2 separate regions of the Mus musculus genome follow, and region 2 is linked to region 1. Evidence: chromatin contacts called from public HiChIP or PLAC-seq data. All regions are on one chromosome and are shown on one strand. Each heading gives the region's core, a stretch centred on a gene start, on an enhancer-like site or on the middle of the called end of the contact. The rest is flanking DNA. Distances are from core to core; before and after follow the strand shown.

What was found. HiChIP or PLAC-seq counts read pairs in DNA pulled down with a chosen protein or histone mark.
Region 2: a contact with region 1 is called in an H3K4me3 HiChIP or PLAC-seq map of neural tube, with 3 times the contacts expected there. The contact joins the promoter of Mkrn3 here to the enhancer-like site in region 1. A contact is called at or near these places in 4 of 15 datasets of contacts at CTCF or cohesin (the NIH/3T3 cell line, embryonic stem cells, pro-B cells and 1 more), 1 of 484 Hi-C or Micro-C datasets (embryonic stem cells), 10 of 115 datasets of contacts at active chromatin or transcription factors (craniofacial prominence, embryonic basal ganglia, embryonic forebrain and 7 more) and 2 of 9 other capture datasets (adipose tissue and embryonic stem cells).

Annotation. Positions count from the first base shown.
Region 1 is chr7:62,228,993-62,233,914 of GRCm38.p6, forward strand. No RefSeq gene overlaps it. Among named protein-coding and RNA genes, the nearest start is that of Gm42395, 78 kb to the right of the region's middle. Within about 2 kb of position 2,274, at least 95 of the 459 cell types and tissues checked have an H3K27ac peak or open chromatin away from gene starts, as enhancers often do. A contact at or near this core is called in craniofacial prominence, embryonic basal ganglia and neural tube, where this site is marked.
Region 2 is chr7:62,417,817-62,422,738 of GRCm38.p6, forward strand. Mkrn3 (makorin, ring finger protein, 3) reads right to left here and starts at 2,337. Exons shown (of 1, transcript NM_011746.3): 1 at 1-2,337. The coding sequence starts at 2,225. The coding sequence ends at 591. The region is part of intron 1 of Gm32061 (predicted gene, 32061); the gene reads right to left.

The DNA of each region.
Region 1 (4,922 bases), core at 1,024-3,523:
TCTATAAATACTTCTAAAAATAACAACCCATCCAATTCAGGGAGCATAGAGCAATTTTATGCAATGAAACATTTGTACAAAATAAACACAAATGCTCAAGGAATATGGGAAAAAAAAACCACAATGTACAGGATCCAGGAAAATAAAACATTTGTTTTCAACAGAAAATAACAAACTCAACAAAAAAGTTTAAATTGTGTTTTGTTGTCAAAAGAACAGAAGATCAAATGCTTTTTGTTTCAGTAATTATTGAGTTTTGATACTGTATGTGTTTATAATTACCATCTAGTGCACAAGAATAAAAGTCTAGAAGTGCAGAATCCAAATGCTAAGTGTTCCTTCCCTCACACTCAGCCATGCTCTTGGCTCAAGCAAGACAACAGCCTTTGGGAATCTTCAGAATCCTGACACTGAGGAGTGATCTCTTTTCTAGAACGTGGCACTAGGATATTAAGCCCAGAAGGTTCTCTGGACTCTCATCAGAGTCAACTTAATTTAGAAATCTCAGCACATATCCAGGCTGAGTGCTGTTTGAAGTAAGAAGTTGGGGCAAAGTGAATATCATAGATATTTCATATTCTCTCCTCTCTCTCTCTCTCTCTCTCTCTCTCTCTCTCTCTCTCTCTTTCACACACACACACACACACACACACACACATATGATCATACTTCCCGAAGTGAAACATTTCATAAAAAAGAAGCTATTGTGTCACAGACTTTGGAATGGGATGGAATAAACTGAAAATATAGCAAACGAAAAGTGTTAGAAAAACCCAAGGAAATAAAGAAATTTCAGTTGACTAGAGGTTAGAAAACAAAAATCTGGTAAACATCACCGATAAAGAATTGAAGTACCTATCTATGATGTATGACCCACGGCAAGATGGCTTTCAAGTAAAATGTTGAGTCAGTAGACTTTTTGGTGGTGTTAAGTATCATAAAATACAACAAAATGTAGAGATGAGCTTAGAAACAAACTGTTCAATACATAAACAAGGTTTATGAGAATGAGAGGAAACAAAATGTATGGAAGAACTACTTTTCAGGTACAAGCTAAAACAAACAAACAAAATCCCAGAAATTTGTAATAAAACCTCATTGCTTCTACTGTGGTTTAGAACGAGGAAAACTTACATACTACAGCTTTAAAGTCATCAACATGTGAATAACTTCCACGTTCATTATTTTTTTCACCCCAGTCCAGACTAAAATTAGCACATGCATACAAAATACAGCTAATTTGAAGTCTGACTGAATTTTCACCAATTTATTACACACATTAAAAAGTCAGAATCTGAACTTTGCTTTTTTTTTTTTTTTTTTTTTTTTTTTTTTTTTTTTTTCCTTTGTGACTCTCAGAGTATGGAAAAAGTCAGCTAACTTTCCTGTCCGGTCGGGTGAATTTGAATTTGAAGTTGGCTTTAGGCTGTGAGTATCTTAAGTCAAGGAGTGGACAGTGACAGACTTTCCAAGAATGACTCCCTGTTTTTAAAAGGCTCCTTTTTTATTATTTATTTATTTATTTGCATGTCATATGGAGAGAAGGAAGCACATAGGCTGTTTTATGTTGTATCTGTTAGCAAACAGTCTTTGGAAAGACCAAGTCCTGTGCTAGGCTCAAGGCCATCACATTGCTTTGCTCAAATGACCCATCTCCTGTTCTGGTCAGCCGCAGGAGAGTAGGACCTGAGGGTCAGATTTTGGGAAGCAGTGTTCCTGGGATGCAGTCAGGCCTTTGTTTACTCAACATTCTCTCCTTAGTGTCTATCTGGAGATATAGATCAAAAACACCCCAAGGCTGTTAAAACCAGGGTGGGCCCTCTCAGATTTCTTTTTCTGACTGGAGTGAGCTGAGAATCTGCATTTCTAACAGTGTTGCTCTAATGCAGATGGCTAGCAAGGAGCTGAGGCCCCAGGGGATAGAGTCCTGGGTTGGGGGCAGGCTGAAGGGCATCAGGCTCAAATGCTGAGGTAATCCTTTCTCCCAGGCAGCTCACCTTCAGCTTGTCAACGCACCCAAATTTCCTATGCAGCTGCTCTTTCCAAAATTAGGATGTGTTATTTGACTCGAATTCTACTTTGGTGACCCACACAGCACATTTCCAACATTTCCAAGCCCTAACAAACACTGCAGTCAGAAGCTGTCAGGGGACAGAAGGGCCTCTTCTGTTCCACGCAGCAGCCGCCTGTTGGCGCAGTAACCTGAGCAAAGGAACACTTGTGGCTTGAGAGCTGCAAAGGGAGGGGCTGGAGCAAAGAGCCACAGCCCAACTCCCTCTCTGCCCCCCGCCCCTGTCTAGCCCTAGATCTTTCTAGAAGCTGACAAACTGGCGCAGTCGCACAGTAGACTCTGCAATGCTGTAGTAAGAGTGCGCAGGCGCCAGGAAGCCCCCTCCTCGAGAGAAGGGAGCTGCTGCAGTGTGTTTCCATTGCGCATGTGCCAAGAAATCCCCCTCCCTCTTGAGCAGACCCCTGCACTGCGGTGGAAGGAGTGCGCATGTGCTAGCACCCCCTCCCTTCCTCCAAGTCTGTAAGCTGCTCTGAGCCCATCGCCTCCCTTCTTGTTTTTTTTTCAGGTGATTGACATTAGATAAGGCCCATAACGGGTGGTGAGAGCTTGTAAAATGGTGGCTGTGAGAGGCTGATTCCCTACAGAAATGTAATTGAAATGTTCTCAGTTACTGGGAAAGAACCCAGGTACCTGCCCCTGACCCCAGGATGACAGTTTAAAGCAAGGAAGTAAGCTAACTCTGGGTCAATTAGCCAAGGTCAGATTAGCTCAATTTTCTGAAATCAAGTTTTCAGATCCTTCAGTGACTTCAAGGCGCATTCAGCCTCACGGCCTTGAAATGGCATTTGCAATTGACCTCTGACTTTTCGCTTTCTTAAATCATGAGTTATCAGTATTATCAGTATTTAAACTTTGGACAAACGTACACGATTTAGGCTTTGAGCTTCCACAGAATTGTAATAACTCACTGGTATGGGAAATCAGGAAAGTCATAGAGAGCCTGGTGGAGAAGAAAAGACTTCATTTGTAACCAAGTCTGAAGGTAGAGGACAGGCAAGGAGAACAGCCGCCCTGCTTACTGAACTCTAGCCTTACATACAAATGCCTGCACAGTTTTTCCCTTGATAATTTTCCCCTCTGCTCGGGCTAATAACCACATTTTCCCAGTAGACTCAAGTTTAAACATTCTGGTTTCAATCTGGCTGTGATCCAAGCCACACCTTCAGTATCCTGCCCCAGAGTCCTGCTAAACAAGGCTTCTCTGAACAGCACGGATCTGGGAGTACAGCAAAGCACTTGTTTCTCACCTTATTTTAATACTTACTGAGGCTCAACACTGTTACTGGAACATTACATAGAGCTACTATAGATTTTTCTTTCACACCTCTGTCGGGAACTCACATAACCCCACAGCTCCGTCAAAGTAAAAAAGGCACCAAGTAAGAACCCGGCCCATAGGTGAAACCTGACCTGAATCCATCACACCCACTTCGAGCATCTGAAATAACCCCTTAACACGATTTCCTGCCTATACCCCAGTGTCTCCCCACACCCATACAATCCTCACAGCAGAATGAGTCACACTGAAGTCAATCCCCTTTCAAAACGCTACCCCGAGTGGAAGCCCGAAAAATCATACTTTACACTGTGTGCATCACCCTCTGACTCGAGCTGCTTCGCAGCCACAGAGACCCTGTTCTCAGTTACCGAATACTCGGGAGTGTTTTGTCTGCTGCCTAGGAAGATCCATCTTCCACTTATATTGATTGACTCAGCTCTTGTAAATTTTTTATCAAAATTCAAGTCAAACATGTCTTATCCAGATTCCCTTGATTATCCTTGAAGCCTCTGACATCTGGCGCACTCAACCTTGCCTCTGTGTGCTTTGATTTTTTTGGTCTGCTTTATGTATCGCTTTTTATTCACTGTATTAATAAACATAACATGCAAATCTGGTGAGAGCCTGATTAAAATCTACAAGGAAGCAGGTACCTTTATTTTACACACCAACATGCCCCAAGCTTGTAAAACAGGATCATATAATCATCAGAGTTTTAAGAGATTTTTGTTAGGTAAATAGATAAGTAAATAAATAAATAGCAGGATCTTAAAATGAAATGACAGGTTAGGAACTATGAATAGTGTTAGGAAGAATGAAAGGCAAATAACAAAACAAAACAAAACAAAAAGAAAAGGCGAAAAGCAAAACAATTAGTCTCTGAAACAGACTTCTGAAGTGCTTTATTGGCAGACAGCAAGGTGATCACAATGAATCGCTCCATTTGCTTTTGCTTTCTTTGCTCTCCATCACAAAGCTCCCGGGCCCTCACTTCCTTGGAACGCAACGTGGATACACATGGCCATGAAACTTACTTTCCCTGGAAGTGCTTAATTTCACAATCGGCGGCCTCATCATTAATATCTTGGTCTCCATGTGTCTGAATCACACAGGCAAGTCCTCAAATGTTCACCCCTTGCCAGCAACAGAGAGGGTTTCGAGGGATTAGTTGTCCAGATAAAGGAACGAGACTGAGAGGCCTCCGAGTTTCCTTTTTTGAAATCAGAGCAAGTCTATAATAAAGCCATTGTTTTTTGTGATCTCATAGAAACCTCTAAAAGTAAAGACTTTTACAATACATTGCAAAATGTAAAATATCCTATTTTGCTTCTGCACCAGTCTATTTTTTTCCAAAAAGAACTAAAAATTTTGTGATTGTCAGCATCATTTGCAATAGCAGAAACATTAGAAATGTTCTAGTTCTCTATGAATATATGAATGACTACAATACATAGTGCCTATGATCTTAGGTATCACAGACTTTATAACACATACTGTGATTAATAAAGTGGTCTGTGAGATTTTACAAATTGAGAACAATTTTAAATCACAATGTAAAATCAATCTGTGAAT
Region 2 (4,922 bases), core at 1,087-3,586, 190 kb after region 1:
ATATATTTCCAAATATAAATAATTTCACATCAAGCCAAACAGGATAAAAACATGTAAACATATGCACCTCATTTTGGTCAAGTAAAACAGAACCACAAAGTAACCACAAGTTAACAAGTGCACTTGAAAGAGAAGGGAAGAAACAAACATGTAAACAAACACAGACAGCAGCTGCAAGGTCCTGTAAGGGTCCATTTTTTTTAAGGCTATATAGCAAAAAGCTCATAATTCAGTTAAAGACTTTTGTCACCTTGTCACATTTACTCTTAAGGGACTTCACAATGAGAAACTGTAAACACTAGACTAGAAGTGATTGAATCCTGTTGGAAAAAAGACATCACAAGTCATCAGTTGACAGAAATATTAATTCCACCAAACAATACTTATAAGATTTCTTGTTATTTTGTAACACAGAGAAACATCACAATCCTAGCAAGAAGAAATAGGAAATAGAGAAGAAAACAGCAATACTGCATAAAGATTGCCTCAGTAGCCTTTGAAAGCGATAGGGTTTTTCAGTCAATAAAGGGGAATAAGCAACAGCAGACAACAGAGCTTTAGCAGACCAGACCACATGCCACAGCGTGATACTACAGATTCAAACTGAAATATTCTTCCAGCTGGTACTGAAGCAAGAGCCAACGGTCATCAGAGAAGGAAGAACTGCCTCTCAGGCAAAGCAACTTCTTAAGCAACTGATTGGCCAGGCGAAGCACAGAATGCTCTTTTTTACGGCTTTTAAACAGCACGTTTCCCTCTCGCAACTGCACAGGCTCCAAAACTTGATGCCAGTATGCGCTTGATGATCCACCACCATCTGGTCTTGGAGGCTGATCTCTCCAGCCCTCGGGGTATTCATGCTTGTAAAAACAGAATTCTCCAAATGGGCAGTGACCTAGGCCTCCAGCAAAATACCTGCACGCTTTCTGGCTCATCCCCTCCTTATACTGCTGAACAAGTTTCTCCTTCTCCTCTTCCTCCTCCACCCAAAACTCACTAGGAATGACAAAGCCAGAGGAGACCCTGCACTGTGGGCAGGACTTACTGATCCTGTTCTCAAACTGTGTGGCACTTCTCCACCTGCGGATACACCTAAGACAGTAGGTGTGGTTGCAGCTGAAAAGAATGCCAAAGCGGCGGTCGCTGGGGTCAGCTTTCTCATAGACCACCTCCATGCAGATGCCACACACTTTGTCCATGCTGCGCTGCACAGCAAAAGAGAGTTCCATATCTCTCTCGTGTGCTTCAACGCAGGCCCTTCTATGAGCTTCCTGCTGAGCTGCATCCCAAGGGTGCAAGGCCTGCTGCCCGCACATGTCGCATATTTCTCCATGGGGGTATGCACACCTGTCCCCACGGAGGCATTGTCCCCGGGCAGCATAGCGGCAAAGCGGCAGCGGCATTGGCACTGGCATTGGCACTGGCATTGGCATTGGCACTGGCATCGGCATCCCCATGCCCATAGCCATATGCTCTCTCTCAATTGCCGGGCTCTGCAGAGGAGCCTCGGGACCATGCGGGGGGACCATGCGACCTCGGTAAGGCTGTCCAGGAACAAATTCAATTGCCCCCTCCCAGCCTTCTGCACCCGCTCCCGCTGCAGCACCTGCTGCAAGGCTTGCATTGTCAATCTCGGCTTCAGAGAAGCCCCTTTCAGCAGCTGAGCGAATGCCTGCATTGTCAATCTCAGCTTCAGTGAAGCCCCTTTCAGCAGCCGAGCCAATCAGAGGCAAGGAGCTTGAGGATGCAGCAGGGGGGGCTTCCGCCACTTCCTGAGTCGGGGGCTCCCAGCGAGTGGCCATCTTGGGTCCTCTGTCTGCAGAGGCCCGAGGCTGAGCATCTTGCCCCCCCCTAGATCTCCGCCGCCCAGAAAGGTCGTGAGAGTAGCGACAGTTATCGCCCTCCTTGCACTGCCCATGCAGATAATACCTGCAGAGGATTTGCTTCGTCCAGCTGCCACTGTTGCGCTCCGGACCAGACCGGGCCCCGCCCCCTTCGGCTGGCGCTGGCCTCAAACTCGCCGCGCGCCGGATCGCTGGGCCTGGAGTCACCAGGAGCGGTGCCAGACCCGATGCCTGCTGCAGAGGGGCCGAGCTGACTCCCGCAGAAGCTCCAGCAGCCTCAAACTGAGGAGGGGGGGGAACAGACACACCCTCCCCCCCTTCAGCACCTGCCTCGGCGCCGGCGGCCGCGTGGGCCTCAATGGGAGCTGTAGACTCTTCCATCTTACAGCGTGCCTCTAACACTGTCCAAAAACCCGAATATTATATCTTTTTTGTGCTTGAATTGCGGAGCTGGAGATGGCTCGACCAGCTTCTTCTCGGAGCGAAGTGCATCGATTTTTGTCTTCCCACCTGCTCCCCGTTCCCTGGAAACTTTAGTTCCTACCTGTTTACAGGCAGGCGGACACTTCCGGTTGTAACACCATTCCTAGGGCTTCACCGGAAGTTGCTTCCGCCATGTTTTTCGCGTGCCTGTTTCTGCTTGAGACACTGGGATGGGCTTCTGCCGGCTTTCTAAGTGCGACTCTGAACCCCCCAATCCCCGTTTCCACAGTGTTTCCCCTCAAGGTTGATGTTTTAAACTCTCCAGGTTTCAGTTGTATACATTGCAGTTTATTTGTGTGTGTGTGTTAAGAAAACGCTACACACATTGCCTTTACCGTCTGCTGCTTGAACATAAAACATTTCACTCACATTAAAAATTATTTTTCAGTTTCTTCTGTCGTTTGTTTATAGGCTACTAATTTTTAAGATCGGACAGTGTCCCTGCCAAAGCGTTTCTCCTTCAATGCTTGTAGATCTGACAGGATTCTTTGGGTCTTTTTTTCCCTTGAAGGGTTAATTTGCGTGCACTTTAATTAGGAGGGAATCCCCTGCCCCGAGGCTACTCAGAGCCTTTCACTTTCCTGCCTTTGTTACATTCTCCCGGACCCCCAACAATGTAGAAGCCTGGACTTTGCCCAACCCTGATGAAGACTTAATAAGGCAAGGTCTGAGAATGACCCAGGCTTTAACTTTTCTCTGTTGGTTGGATTCGGAGACCCTTTGTTCCCTGCCTTCCTTTTCATCCCATTCTGCTCTACAGAGCTTTTCATAATACCAGCTCCTCTTTGCACCCCAAAGTGTCTCATTTCCATTTCTGCACTGAGCCAGTTCTTTTTCTTTTTCTTTTCATTTTGCAGATATATACTATTGGGCTAATAATTTTATATGTAGTTCTACACTGCTACATGTACTTACTACAGTGGCATACTAAATTTTATAGTATAGTTTTACGTGGGTTTTTATTTTTAGTAATAATCATGCTTTCTTCCTTTCCTCACCCACTAACTTGAATTAGCAATGCTTCAAATATTTTATTTACTATTTAAAAAAATGAAATTATGCTCAGAAAAATAATTTTATTGGAAGGAGTCTCACAACCTAAGGTTAAAAAACTCTGAAAGCATATGATATAATCATCCAACTCAAAATATAAGTCTCAACTAAATAAATCCAACAACGATAAAACAAGATAAGAGGAACATAATCAAACAATATAGATAAGGGGGGATGAAGTCAAAGTAAACATGAAATAAGAACAATAGAATAGGCAAAATTTTTCTTGTGTAACTTATGAAGGAAAATAATAAAAGGCTCAGATCTCCAGCATCACATACTTCAAAAGAACTGACATTAAGTAATAAGAAACCTCAAAACAATGAGATGTTTTTAGTGCCACTAATTTATAAAAGACCTAAGTAAGAACTAGCAGATGAGAGTGGGGAAAAGATTTGAATATGAAACTTGAAACTTTCATTAAATGGTCATAAATAGATAGATAGATAGATAGATAGATAGATAGATAGATTAGTAAAAATATCAGAAACAAAAATAAAGATCTATTAGGTATGTTCTACATATGCTTAAGAAAATTTTGATATGAGGTATTTTAAAATGTGGACTCTGAAATGAACATAAAGGTTGAAAAGCTTATATTGTTTTAAAGTGCCCACTTGTACAATAGAGGGAAAAAAGCAAAAGAAAAGAAAAGGAATAAGACTTGTTAGAAGCAGAAAGTAATTAGTTCATTAACAGGCAAAAATGCTATTTGTATATAGAAAACTCATCTGCTTTGTATGCATATTTATCAAGTTTGATGTCCAAAAATTCAATAAGAAAAGAACAATTTGTGTCTCATGTATACAGGGATAAATGATACTTAAACATTTGAAGTGGATTGAATTTGTGGCAATTAAGGTTTTTTATTCTGTGAACTTCATTGTAATCAACTGAAACTCATTTTTACTTAAACATAATAGGTGCTCCATGATCAACATGCAATATTTTTGAAGGAAAACTTGTTTGATCATCATTCTTTCAGTTTTCATTGTGAACTAAGGAACTTTTGGTTGTCGATTTCTCCTTCACATAGTCATTATGATGTTTTTATTTGTATGATAGCTTTGACAAAGTTCAAAGAGACATTTGAACTGTCTAGAATATGCTTTCTCTTTGGGCTTAACACCCTGACTGATTTTTAAAGACAAAAAAGCTTAGAGTATAATTCCTAGCCTTACATACCAAACTACCTACCATTCATAAATGAAAGAATTTTGAATATTTGTAGATCTCAAACTTATTTGATCAATGGTGATTTATTATGAGCACTCCATATAAATTACACTGAACCTTTTTTTTTTATACAGTATCCAAAACCTCTGTGAAAAATGAAAGGTTTGTTTTTAAGCTTAGTGGCCTCCTTTGGCTTTTGAAGAATTGAAATGTAGCTCAATATGACTAAGACTTCAGTTTTAATTTTAAATTATAGTGATAATTCAGACAGCCACCTTATACTAACACTGACTATATTAAACAGTTAACTTCAGTGTTGACTCTGACCACAGTGTCTCCTCAAACTTTAAAAACTGAGAACTGAGA